Linked DNA regions of Sus scrofa: all the other regions are linked to region 1. A link is a contact called in public Hi-C data. All regions are on one chromosome and are shown on one strand. Each heading gives the region's core, a stretch centred on a gene start, on an enhancer-like site or on the middle of the called end of the contact. The rest is flanking DNA. Distances are from core to core; before and after follow the strand shown.

Evidence for each region. A called contact is a pair of places that touch in the nucleus more often than the background predicts.
Region 2: a contact with region 1 is called in a Hi-C map of heart right ventricle, with 4 times the contacts expected there. The contact joins two enhancer-like sites. A contact is called at or near these places in 3 of 47 Hi-C or Micro-C datasets (embryonic fibroblasts, fetal heart ventricle and heart right ventricle).
Region 3: a Hi-C map of heart right ventricle shows a contact between it and region 1, with 15 times the contacts expected there. The contact joins two enhancer-like sites. A contact is called at or near these places in 3 of 47 Hi-C or Micro-C datasets (embryonic fibroblasts, fetal heart ventricle and heart right ventricle).
Region 4: a contact with region 1 is called in a Hi-C map of heart right ventricle, with 2.2 times the contacts expected there. The contact joins two enhancer-like sites. A contact is called at or near these places in 2 of 47 Hi-C or Micro-C datasets (embryonic fibroblasts and heart right ventricle).

The regions. Positions count from the first base shown.
Region 1 is chr16:63,926,118-63,929,279 of Sscrofa11.1, forward strand. The region is part of intron 1 of ADRA1B (alpha-1B adrenergic receptor); the gene reads right to left. The region is part of intron 1 of LOC110257290 (a long non-coding RNA gene); the gene reads left to right. Among named protein-coding and RNA genes, the nearest start is that of ADRA1B, 83 kb to the right of the region's middle. Within about 2 kb of position 1,809, at least 3 of the 83 cell types and tissues checked have an H3K27ac peak or open chromatin away from gene starts, as enhancers often do.
Region 2 is chr16:63,588,780-63,591,608 of Sscrofa11.1, forward strand. The region is part of intron 7 of ADRA1B (alpha-1B adrenergic receptor); the gene reads right to left. Among named protein-coding and RNA genes, the nearest start is that of TTC1, 75 kb to the left of the region's middle. Within about 2 kb of position 1,367, at least 2 of the 83 cell types and tissues checked have an H3K27ac peak or open chromatin away from gene starts, as enhancers often do.
Region 3 is chr16:63,616,147-63,619,098 of Sscrofa11.1, forward strand. The region is part of intron 5 of ADRA1B (alpha-1B adrenergic receptor); the gene reads right to left. Among named protein-coding and RNA genes, the nearest start is that of TTC1, 100 kb to the left of the region's middle. Within about 2 kb of position 1,560, at least 16 of the 83 cell types and tissues checked have an H3K27ac peak or open chromatin away from gene starts, as enhancers often do.
Region 4 is chr16:63,548,984-63,552,156 of Sscrofa11.1, forward strand. ADRA1B (alpha-1B adrenergic receptor) reads right to left here. Exons shown (of 8, transcript XM_021076921.1): 8 at 1,140-2,275. The coding sequence ends at 1,668. Among named protein-coding and RNA genes, the nearest start is that of TTC1, 35 kb to the left of the region's middle. Within about 2 kb of position 1,833, at least 13 of the 83 cell types and tissues checked have an H3K27ac peak or open chromatin away from gene starts, as enhancers often do.

The sequences.
Region 1 (3,162 bases), core at 559-3,058:
GAAGTTCAAGAACAGAGGAAACTGGCCTGTAGAGCTAAAGGACTACTTTGAGGAGTGCAGGGGAAAAGGATATTAACTGGAAAGGGACATGAGATTATTTTCTGGGGATATGAAACTTTTCGACATTTTTATCTTGGTGGTGATTACACGGGTATATACTTGATAAAAAGACATGGAGTTGTGTGTTCAATATGTGTGCATTTTACTATGCCTTTTATTATACCTCAGTAAAATTACTGGAAAAAATTAAGTAGAATTCCAGGAGATGTAGGTTAACCATTCCTTTGGCATCTGGGACACCACCCTTTAGGGATTTCCTCTTGCCTCTACCCAAAACATTCCTTCTTAGTCCCTTTCACAGGTTCTTCTCGGATGGCCTTTCTGGGTGTGTATGAGATTCGTTTGTTTCATTTTATTTCCTGCTTATTGTAGCAAATAAAACAATATGATTATGTATAAAGAAAATTTAATCTCACCTGTCATTCGGTACTGTCTCTCTCAAGAGGGATTCAAATGGCCCTCAGCCTCACGCAGTGAGTCAATTAAAGAGAATATCATCCATCTCCACCAGATTCTACTGCAGAGCAGAAGAAACCCTAAACTATGGGCTGGGTCTGACCATTTACTAAATAAATTTCATCAGGCTACAGAGCATGAGCCACAAACCAAACATCTGAACTGGGGCCCAGTGTTAGAGACGGTAATAACTGCCTTCAAAGAGTAATACAGAGCAATGCTACCCTCTGAAAATGTCTGGCACTATGTTTATGCATTTATGTTAGTGTGTAGCTATCTCATTTTTCACTTATACTTTCTCTCTATGTCTCTTTCTTCCCCTTTATCTTTTGTTTTCTTTTCTTCTTTACTGTCTCCCTCATAAGGTATACTTAATATGTATATTTTTTTCTTTTTTATTTATTGAATAATGGTATATATACGTATATATACATATATATAATATTCTTTGTTTCTTGGAGAGGTAAAATGCCTTGCATTTTCTTCTAGGAAAATAAAGTGTATTTTTACTGTGATTCTTCATTAATTTTTCATGTGAGTCATATTAATCTTTGCTCTAGGATTACATAGCAATTATTTATTTTCTGAGTGAACTCAAGACTGTATGTATGTGTTTGTCTATATATAGATGTGTGTATATATATACACACACACACACATACTTCAAATGGGAACAAGTCCCAAGCTCTGTATTACAGAAAATAAATTTGTAAATTTTCCTAGCTTCGCTTTTAAGTTAAATGCATTCCGAAGTGGTTGACAGAAAGTAAATGGACTCAGAAACAGAATGCCTAGATGGGAGAGAAAATATTCTCTTTCTCCAGGGGAGGAATGTTAGACATTATTTCAAATGGCTGGTTTATATAATTTATAACTGCTTGCTCATTTCAAACAAAAGGTACCAGCAATGTGCATGCATACACACACACTGGCACACACACATGTACTTCACAGGATCTTTCAAGGTAAACGTCAAATATGTCTTATAACAAATTCTTATCAATCTGAACCCTTATCAACTTGCAGTTTCTGTAAAGAATTAACTTTCCTTAGCAATCACATTTTTCATAAACCCAAGGCTGTCTACCCTGGTGTTCTTTGCAGTCAGGAAAAAAGTAGACCTGAGAGTGAGGTGACCTGCCATTTGGGCAACACGTCAGCTGTTGGAATGTTCTTATCTTCCTTGCAAATTCACTGGAGAGACATTTCACCGTGGCTGATCTACAGCACAGTTGCTGTCACTCTAGTGTGCTATGTGTGGAGGGATCCAAGAGCACTCTGTGTTTGCCTGGAAACTTGCCCACAGTGTATTACCAGAGAGCCCAGTCTATTTTGATTGCAACTAAATGAAGGTTCCAGAAGTGTTCATTTTGTGGTGAGTCCAAATTTTCTGTGTCATCGACCCTTATTCCTCTCAGAGAACTGAAGTAGTGAAAGCTTAGCTGTTCATAAACACAGTGTATAAATTAATCACAATTTGGGTCTTGAGGTTTTTTTTTTTCCCCCAATAATAAAAAGGTCAAAGCAAATGCCATGATACAGCCTGTCTTTCTATAATGAACAGCTACTTTCCTAAGAAAAACTACACTAACAAAATTCTCCCTATCATAATTTCTATCATTTACTGGCTATTTGTTGTCTGTTAGGCACTGTGCTAAGCCTCAAAAGATTATTTCACTGACTTGTCATAATCCTGAGATGAGCACTTTTATTATCCTCACTTTACAAATGAAGAAACTGAGGCTAGGAACTTAAGTCATTTTTACACCATTTTTGATGGGACCTGGATTCAAAGTCTAATTCAAAGAAGTCTAATTCATAGGGTTTTACCATAACCACTATCCTTGATTGCTTCCCTTTTTTTTTTTTAGCCTTACAATTTAGATTTTATTTTTATTATTTCCATTTACAAAATGGAAAATTTCCAGAATAAATCTTAAAACCCATTTCTGATTTAAAACAAAAAATATAAGAAAGTTTTAGTAGTGGAGAAAGAGATTAGGAATTAAAGAGGTTTTTTCACACAGTTTCATCCATTTTACCATGCATTGGTAGCACAAAATGAAATAAGCAGTAGCTGAATGCATAGCTTCGAATGGCTAACAAAAGAAAACCCACACTGAGAAACTCAATACCCTGACAGGTAACAATGTGCTTCACTGCCTTGGGAGACCAGCTTTTCTCATTTAAGTGGTGGCAACTCCCCTGTGGTTATATTAGAGACTTATTGTTCCACACAGCTAAAATTGTATGCTTTAAGTGACTGACACCACCACATCTAGTTTGCTTTATGAAAACTCAAGCTGTGGGAGAAACATCTGTGAATATAAGGTAGATTTTCCAATATAAATAGGTTAGATTCTTTTAGGGAGCCCTGTCTTGCCATGTCTGGATCCTAAGATTCATAGTGTGTAGAAAAAAGCACTGAGTTCATGGCACTGACTTTAATAGTGTGTCACCAGAAAAAAATTGAGGGCATTTTTGTATCCTGGGAAATAGCTACAGCCATGTAGTTTTTTATCCCCACCAAAGTTATTAGATGGATACCCAATGTATTAGTCACATTTCTGCTGTGACAATGCTGTGTAACAAATACTGCCCCTTCCAATCTCAGTGGTTTACAAAAAGAAGTCTCTATTTCATGTT
Region 2 (2,829 bases), core at 117-2,616, 340 kb before region 1:
CCTGAATTTGTGGACACAGACATACACCCAAATGCACTCATTGCAACATTGTTTTTAGTAGTAAAAACCAAAAATAACCTAAGGTTAATCAACTGGAAAATTGTTAAATAAAATAGGGTACTCTGTAAATGAATTACTATACAGTCATGAAAAGAAAAGCAGTAACTATACATTCTGACAGAGAACTATGTCAAAGATGTGCTGCTGAGTATAATAAAATGGAACCTCCATCACAGTGTTTATAAAATGATGCCATTTGTAACAATAAACAGGATAGAAACACACATTCCACACACACACACACACACACACACACGTATATGGATGCTTATGAATAAACAGAATATTTCTGGAACCATATGCCCCTGATAACATATTTGCTCCTGGGGGAAAAGACTGAAGGTACTGGATAGAGCTGGGCCTGGAGTCCAGGGTGGACACAAGAATTTTTCTCTTTTTTCATCCTTTCTGATTTAAATAAAAGTGTATGCCCTATTTTTAAATAAAGTAGAAAAATTGCTAATCATGCAAAACAGTTTCAAAGCACGATGGCATAGTCTAGGTTCCCTGGGGTCCCAAGACTACATAATTTGAGAGAATAAAGTATAGAAAACCTCATGCCCTGAAGTACCTCTTTATAATGTCATAAGTCTGGATTCTTATTCTGGGGTTAAGGGGTTCCTGAACTTGTGTGGGAAAAATTATCTTTTTTTAAAAAATTTAACCTTTGCCTGAAAGCGTTTTGTTCAATAGGAATGCAGATGGCAAGCCATAGTAGAATGAGCAAGATTTGTCACCCATAGAAATCAGATTTATGATACGATATTACATTTGTTGCAGATATCTTGAAATATTTCCACTTGTCACTATTTCAAATTATAGTAGTTATTTATGCGACTTGCTGCTAGATATTGTTTGTTTAATATATTAATAAAGAACACTGTTTTACTCTGCAATAAATTTGTTTCTTCAATGTTATAATAACTATTTCAACATAATCAATTTTCTTTGAAATCCTATGTCTCTCATTTTATGTATTTATTGTGAGAAGGGGCTTCACCAGGTTGCCAAAAGGGCCCATGCAACAAAAAAGCCTAAGAACCCTTGTTTAAGATAAATTCCTGAAGGGTTCAGAACAAGGAGTCACAAATGACACTGTAAAGGTATACCTGGCAGCAGGGAGAGGCCCCTACCACTTTCTCTTGATGCCAGGGGGTGATTGATGGCCTGAATATATAAGTTGGAGATGTAATTTTTTTTTTGTTCCAGTTGGTGGCATCCCCTCCTCCCCTACCAGCTGCCTCTCTGGATCTCTGCCCGGCCCTGTGCTGGTGGTGTGAGCCCTGGGGCCCATGCCTGAGAATGACAGTGAGCCTGGCTTGCCCTTGGTCCTATTTTAACCTCCTTCTGGGGCATGGCCAGGGTGCTGAGCTCAGCCTCTAAGTGATGCCTGTCAGCTTGGTAGGGAATTCTGTCTTAAAGAAGAATTCTAAAAAGCATGTGAAACCAAGCCCCCTGTGCATCCCAGCTTCAGGGGAGCAAGCCACTGTGGGCAGATACTCCTGGAAAAAGTTAAATGGGGCTCTGCGAGGAAAGGTCCACTTGCATGTGCTAGGACATTCTGTTTCTGAACATTTTGGCCTGAACTGTTCATCAGTGTGACTTTTTATAGTGCACTTTGTGTGCTCACACCAGAGTGGGGCACTTGAGTGTTCAAAGGGGGCTCACGAGTGCTGTTTCTGGTTGTGGTCATGAGTGTGCTACTGACAGAGTCCAAAGAACACAAGCCTGCCAGTGAGGACAGTATCCTGGGCTGACCTATACTCTGTCAGGCCAGGAGGGAGTGATAGATGGTGAAGACTCCCTTAGAGTCTTTCCATCCTGAGAAGTCCCTAAGATAGAATACTCTTTTCTCTCCTTCCCCAAATATTTCCACCCACCCTTTCCGTCTCCTCTTCAATCTGGAGGCGCTCATCATTCAGATCACACCATTTGTCTTCTGTTGTACTGGATCCACTCCTTCATTTACGTACTCATTACCTGTTTAGAGTCAGCCAGTCATGGATGCAGATCCCAGCTCAGTTACTCATTTGCGCAACTCAGGTAAATTGAATGAAGACGTAAACATGTCTTTTTTGGCCATGCCTGTGGCATGAAGACATTCCCGGGCCAGGGATTGAACCCTACTACAGCAGTGACAATGAGGCACAGCAGTGACAATGCTGAGTCCTTAATCGTTGGGCCACCAGGAAACTCATCCAATCAACTTTTCTATTAATTTCTCTTTCCCACAAAAAACACACAGGTGAAGTTGTGTCTTTCTTCCTTAAATTACTGTTCACTTCCTTCTCTCATTAATGGTCTTTTTCTGGACTGTTGAGACCTTGGGTACCAGACTCTCTCTCCTCCCGCATCTCAGGCTCCTCAGTGAAACCAAGGCACTATTGAATATGCCACTGTAAACATTCTTATTCTGGGAGTTAAAATATCGAGGCACTTTCATCATTCAAATTGAGACACTTTTGAGAATAAGTGGGGGTTATAATAATCATCATGGTGCCTTTAGTAACAGACATAAGTGGAGACTGGCTCAGGCAAAGTGGGGTGTCTCATTGCCCCATTATAGAGTGATGTGATATTACTCACAAATAGACCAAGCATATCTTTAGAGCATTAGCAAAGCTGGGCACCTTCACTTTTTTGGGGGGATATTCTTTGATATTAAAGAAACCAAAGTAGACTTCATGGGATAAATCAAAATGTTGGTCTTCCATTTATTTTAGGGCTGTGTATGTGTGTGAGAAAGAGAGAGAGAGAGAGAAAGAGAGA
Region 3 (2,952 bases), core at 310-2,809, 310 kb before region 1:
GTTTAGATGTATACACACCTATATGTACATATATAAATGGTTGTTCAAGGGTCAACTCTATTCTCTTCATATTCAAGCAGGCTCTTAGGATCCAGCTGTTTCATACCTTTTTACTTGCTGTATGTACACCGAAGGGGAGAGAATCACAGCTGGAAGGGATTGTAGAGGTTGTGTGGCCCTCCCCTCATTTCACAGATGTTGGAACCAAGGCCAGACAAGGCACATGACTGTGGTCACTCAGAGCCAGAACCAGGACTGAGGCCTCAAATATCCAGTCTCAAACTCTTAAAAGTATATACACTTAATATAACTATATATTATGTGCATTATTTAACCACTAAGCAAAGGAAAATAGCTTCTAAAAGGATTGAATAAATGATGATATGCTCTACCAAAAAAAAAAAAAAAAGAAAATAGTTCTAAAAATCATCAAACTATGTGCTTATGGTAACTTTATGGAAAGGTCTAGAAAACAAAAGGGAAATCAGCTTTTTAATTCCACCATCCAGAGAGAGCACTTCTGTAAACATTTTGGCAAATGTTTTTCAGCTTCACACACACACATGCACACACACACATGCACGCACACACACACACACACATCTTGCTTGGGCCTATAGCCTCCATTCTATATCCCTTTGTACTCATGACTGTTCTCTAAGCCCCCGACCTCTCAGACCCAGGATGACCCTCCCCTGCAGCTCTAGGGGTGGACACTCTGACCCAGTCAGAGCCAGTTAGAGCCCAGGGACTCTGTTTTCAGAGGTTGAGGATGAGACTATGTAAGGTTTGGAGAAAGGTCCAGAGGTGTTCCATCCATCATACAACCACAGTAAGGGTGCCTGTCTGGGTGTGGAGCTGAATGGAGCTGAGTGATACTGTCCATTCTTCCCACACACTCTCACAGGACTTTCCAGAATAATCCCCATGCATTACAGTAGCTAGCTGGCTGTTATCAGTGGATCTGATTCTTAGTAGAAGGATTTTGAGCAAGTTGCTTAATCTCTCTGGGCCCAAATTCCTCATTAGTAAAGTGGAATAAAATTTGGGAGATTATGGTGAGAATAATCTACTACTGCTACTATCAGTACTACTACTAATAATTAAATTTACAACTGCTTCTATTAATTGTTTCCTGTGATCAGGACTTATGCCAAGCAGTTTAGTATACTGTTTCATTTAATTTTCACACCTGCAGAGAATGGAAGGGGGAATCTGTTTATGATTGCCTGTGTAATGGTGAAGGGATGACGTGCAGGACCAGATTCCAGCTGCCCTGGTTCCTGTCATAGTCATTTTGCTGCCTGATCCCTTTTATCTCTTTGAATGTTTGGTAGGGGATCTTGGTGCATTTCAGAGCCTCTTGGCAGGGGCCACCTTTGCCCTCCACAGGGGACAGGACACTGTTTCCAAACTAGAAGAGTGGGAAGTGCTTACTGGGCTGTTGCCAAGAGGCTGGGACACTGGCCAGAGCCCTCTCTGTCTACAGTCCCCCCTTCTTGGCTGTGCCCCAGTGTTCCCTAGGTAACCACGGGGACGCGGCACAGATTTATGGCCCTCCTGCTCCTGAGCAAGTACCTAACATGTTCTGTCTGAGAGCGGTGGTGTCTGGCTCCCAGATGACTCATCATGAGGAGAACAGAAACATGTGGGCGGCACAGAAGGAAAACCCACTTCTCACCTCCCCAAAGCAAGAAGACCAAGAGGAACTGCTCCTTCACACAGAGCATCAAAAAGGCAGATGTTCAAGGCTCCCACTTGATAGATAGGAACACTGAAGCCCTATTCTATCTGCTCTTTCATGTGTTAGATGAACTTGGTTGAACTTTGTGCCAGGCATACGGGGAATGCAAACATGGAAAAAATACAGACTCTGCCATCAACAACGCTATCAACTAAGCAGGGGATAAGACATGGAACAGAAACCTTTGCCAGGGATGGATGTTAAAGTGTGGGAGGACTCAGAGACTTAGTCTGTGAATCACCTATTTTTTATCCTCGTTCAATATTGTTCTAAAACAAATGCACATTCTTTTCTTTTCTTTTTTTTATTACTCAAATGAATTGATCACATCTGTAGCTGTATAATGATCATCACAATCCAGTTTCACAGGATTTCCATCCCACAGCCCAAGCACATCCCCCCAACCCCCAAACTGTCTCCTCCAGAGACCATAAATTTTTCAATGTCTGTGAGTCAGCATCTGTTCTGCAAAGAAGTTCAGTCTGTCCTTTTTTCAGATTCCACATGTCTGTGAAAGCATTGGATGTTGGTGTCTCATTGTATGGCTGACTTCACTTAGCATGATAATTTCTAGGTCCATCCGTGTTGCTAAAAATGCCGGTATTTTGTTCATTTCAATGGCTGAGTAATATTCCATTGTGTATATGTACCACATCTTGATCCACTCCTCTGTTGTGGACATTTAAGTGGTTCCCATGTCTTGGCTATTGCAAATAGTGCTGCAATGAACATTGGAGTACATGGGTCTTTGTGAGTCATGGTTTTCTCTAGATAGATTCCCAGGAGTGGGATTGCCGGATCAAATGGTAGTTCTATGGTTAGTTTTCTGAGGAATCTCCATACTGCTTTCCACAGTGGTTGCACCACTTTACAATCCCACCAACAGTGTACTAGGGTTCCTTTTTCTCCACACCCTCTCCAGCACTTACTGTTTGTAGACTTTTTGATGATGGCCTTTCCGGCTGGTGTAAGGTGGCAACTCATCATGGTTTTGATTTGCATGTCTCTAATATTGAGTGATGTTGAACATCTTTTCATGTGTTTTTTTGGCCATCTGTATGTCTTCTTTGGAGAACTGTCTGTTTAGATCTTCTGCCCATTTTTTGATGGGGTCGTTTGCTTTTTTTGTATGGAGCTGCAGAAGTTGTTTATAAATTTTGGAGATTAATTCCTTGTCAGCTGAATCACTTGCAAGGATTTTCTCCCAT
Region 4 (3,173 bases), core at 583-3,082, 380 kb before region 1:
CAGCAGTTAGCGAACCTGACTAGCATCCACAAGGACACGGGTTTGATCCCTGGCCTTCCTCAGTGGGTTAAGGATCCGGTGTTGCCGTGAGCTGTGGTGCAGGTCACAGACGTGTCTCGGATCCCATGTTGCTGTGGCTGTGCTGTAGGCAGGTGGCTACAGCTCCGATTGGACCCCTAGCCTGGGAACCTCCATATGCCGTGGGTGTGGCCCTAAAAAGACAAAAAGACCAAAAAAGAAAAAAGGAAAAAGAAAAAAAAAAAAAGAAAGAGAAAAACAAAGGAAGAGAAAGGGATTGGGGTGGGAGTTTTCCTCTCATACTTTTTTTTTTTTTAATTTCAGAGGAGAAAAATACTACCTGTTTTGTTCCTCATCCTTAATTAATTCTTTTAGAAAACCAGCGGCTTTTAGAGGCAGAAAAGATCTTAGAACCAATCTTATTACACAGAAGGGAAGCCAAGATCCAGAGGGATGTGACTTTCTCAAGGTCATGTAGTAAACTGGTCGCAGGCTCTGAGACTAGAACAGAAGTTACCTTCTTCAAGGTATGCTCCTCTCTGTGGGACTTTCCTCAGTGCTCCTTTCCCAGGCAGGCTGGCCAGTCAGCAGAGCTTAGGAGGGTTCTTGTGCCCATGTGTGCTGTATTGACACATGGGTTCTTATCTTGTCCAGAGAATTCTGCATTCTTGCTTTCCTTTTCAGGTTCCATGGGCACAGGCAAACAGTATTTGGTCTAAAGATGTTGTATGAAGTAAGGGACCCAACCTCCATCAGGTGACACGCCCACCTAGGGTGCTGACCTGGTAGCCCCAGATAAGATTGGAGTCCTGAGGTTCAGGGCCATGCCGGACATTGCCCAGTGTTGCCCACAGCAGGAGGATTCAGTTGCCACTAGGAGTCAAAAGCAGGCAAGCAGGATTTATGGGCCAAGTTCAGGGGGTCACTTTCAGCCACAAGGTCAGATTTGTTTAGCTCTGGAAGGCAGGAATGGCAAAGGCAGAAATGGGGCCAACGTGGGTTTGGGGGCAGCAAACCATTGCCCATACGGTTGGTGGGAGAGACCAGGGCACACCTGAACGCGAAGGAAAAGGAAACTCAAGATCCTGCTTGTCACCTGGTTCACAAACTACTCAAAAGCGGAACAGGAGAAACCACCTTTAATGTCCGACTTTGTTTCCAACCCCGCCAAAGTGCCACCGTTCAGGAAGTACAAGGAGGGGCTTGAGAGGTACGAAGTCACAAGACAAAAAACGCCCCCGCTGCCTCCTGGGCGCACACTCGCTCTTGCCCCCGCGCGGGCGGCCCCACACACGCACACACTCACACCACACGTACACCGCACAGACACACGCACGTGTACCCACGGTTAAATACATGTACAGAGGGACTCGTTTAGATATATACACAGAGAGAGAGAGAGAGAGAGAGACGGAAATCCCGGCCGGCGTCGGGTCCCCCAGGCTCTCAGCATGCTCGGCCCAGCTCACCACGCTGTACCTGGCACCCATGCCCCTGCCAGAAAAGCAGCTGCCCCTCTCCCCGCCCCCCTCCCCCCGTTTCCCCGTGGGGCCCGCGTCTACCGGGCGCCAACACTGCCCTCCCCCCCTCCGCCCCGCCCTCCCCCCAAATGACCGCCTCCCCAGGGATGGAAAGCGGTGCGCGGGGCCCTAAAACTGCCCGGGCGCCAGGGGCATGTTGCTTTTGAAGCCCAGCTGCCCGTTGGCCACATCGGCCGCGGCCTCGCAGCCCCCGTGGCTGGTGTCTCCGTCGGTCCCGGGACTCTCGGGCTCCGTCAGGAGCTTGAAGGTGAAGAGCGGGCCCGAGTCTTGGCGGCCGCGGCGGCCGGGGGGCTCGGGCGCGGGCAGGCTCAGGAGGGCGCCGGGTGCCTTCCACTCTGGGAAGGCGCACAGCTCAACGGGCGGCGGTGCGCCGCGGCCCAGGTAGCCGGGGCTCGGCGAGGCCGAGGGCAGGGTCCGCTGGCTGCCGCTCAGGCAGCTGCCGCTGTCGTCCAGCGAGTCCTTGCGCGACTGCGAGCGCTCCAGTGAGCCGCCGCGCGTCCACGGGCGGTAGGTGTAGGCGCAGCCGCCCAGGCGGCGGCGGCGGCGGCGGCGACGGCGGCCGCGGCACTGGCACCCGAGGATGCGCACGAAGGCGCGCTTAAACTCCTTGCTGGAGCACGGGTAGATGATGGGGTTGAGGCAGCTGTTGAAATAGCCCAGCCAGAACACCACCTTGAACACGTTGTCGGGGGGCTTCAGGGTGGAGAACAGGGAGCCTGCAGGGGGAAGGGGGAGTGGGCAGGGGCGGAAAGACAGACAGCAGTGGGTGAGTAGTCAGCTCCTCTCTTCGGTGTGATTTGCCTAAACCTTGTTAAGCGATGGCATTCCTGCATCCTGGGCTTTGTCTCGGCCCGATCCTCTCCCTGGAATACTGCCTTTCCTCTCAAAATAAATGACTCTGACATCCATTTTTAAAGCCAACCTCCATCACTTCACCTTCGTTCATAAAACCTTTCCTGACCTAGCTAAACAGCATCCAAACTCTCCTTAACGCTAGATTTCCTAGGGCAGCGCTCACCACTTTGTATTCAAATGATAGTAACAATCACCCACAATTGTACAGCTCTTGGGTCAGAGGCATTGTGCTAGGCGCTTAACCTGTATCATTTCATCGTTCACAGAATGCCATACAGTATTTCCAAGTCAAATATGAGATGTATTAAAGACCTGAAGGTGAAAGATTAAAGGTAAAAGGAGACAAGGCAAGGGATGATTTTACGGATGTAGAGGTGAAGAAAAACGACTTAACGCTTCAAAAAGATAAACTACGGGGCAAGAGTGGGAGAAGATATTTACAAAGTCTGAGACAGTCAAGCAATTGATATTTAGATTAAGGACTCTTGAAAGTCAACAAGAAAAAGACAGCAATCCTAGTAAAACGTGGGCAAGGAACAGGAATAGGAACAGGCAGCTTACCAACTAGGAAACCCGAGGGCTAATAAACATATGCTAAGATGCTCAAAATATTAGGTAGTCAAATTCAAGTGAAAACCACAGAATGATAGACTATATGTTAGGTTGGCAAAAATTTAAAAGCTTGATAGTACCAAGTGCAGGCAGGGATGTGGGGACATGGGGAGTCTCCTGCCTGGTGGGTGGGGGCACAGGCTGTGA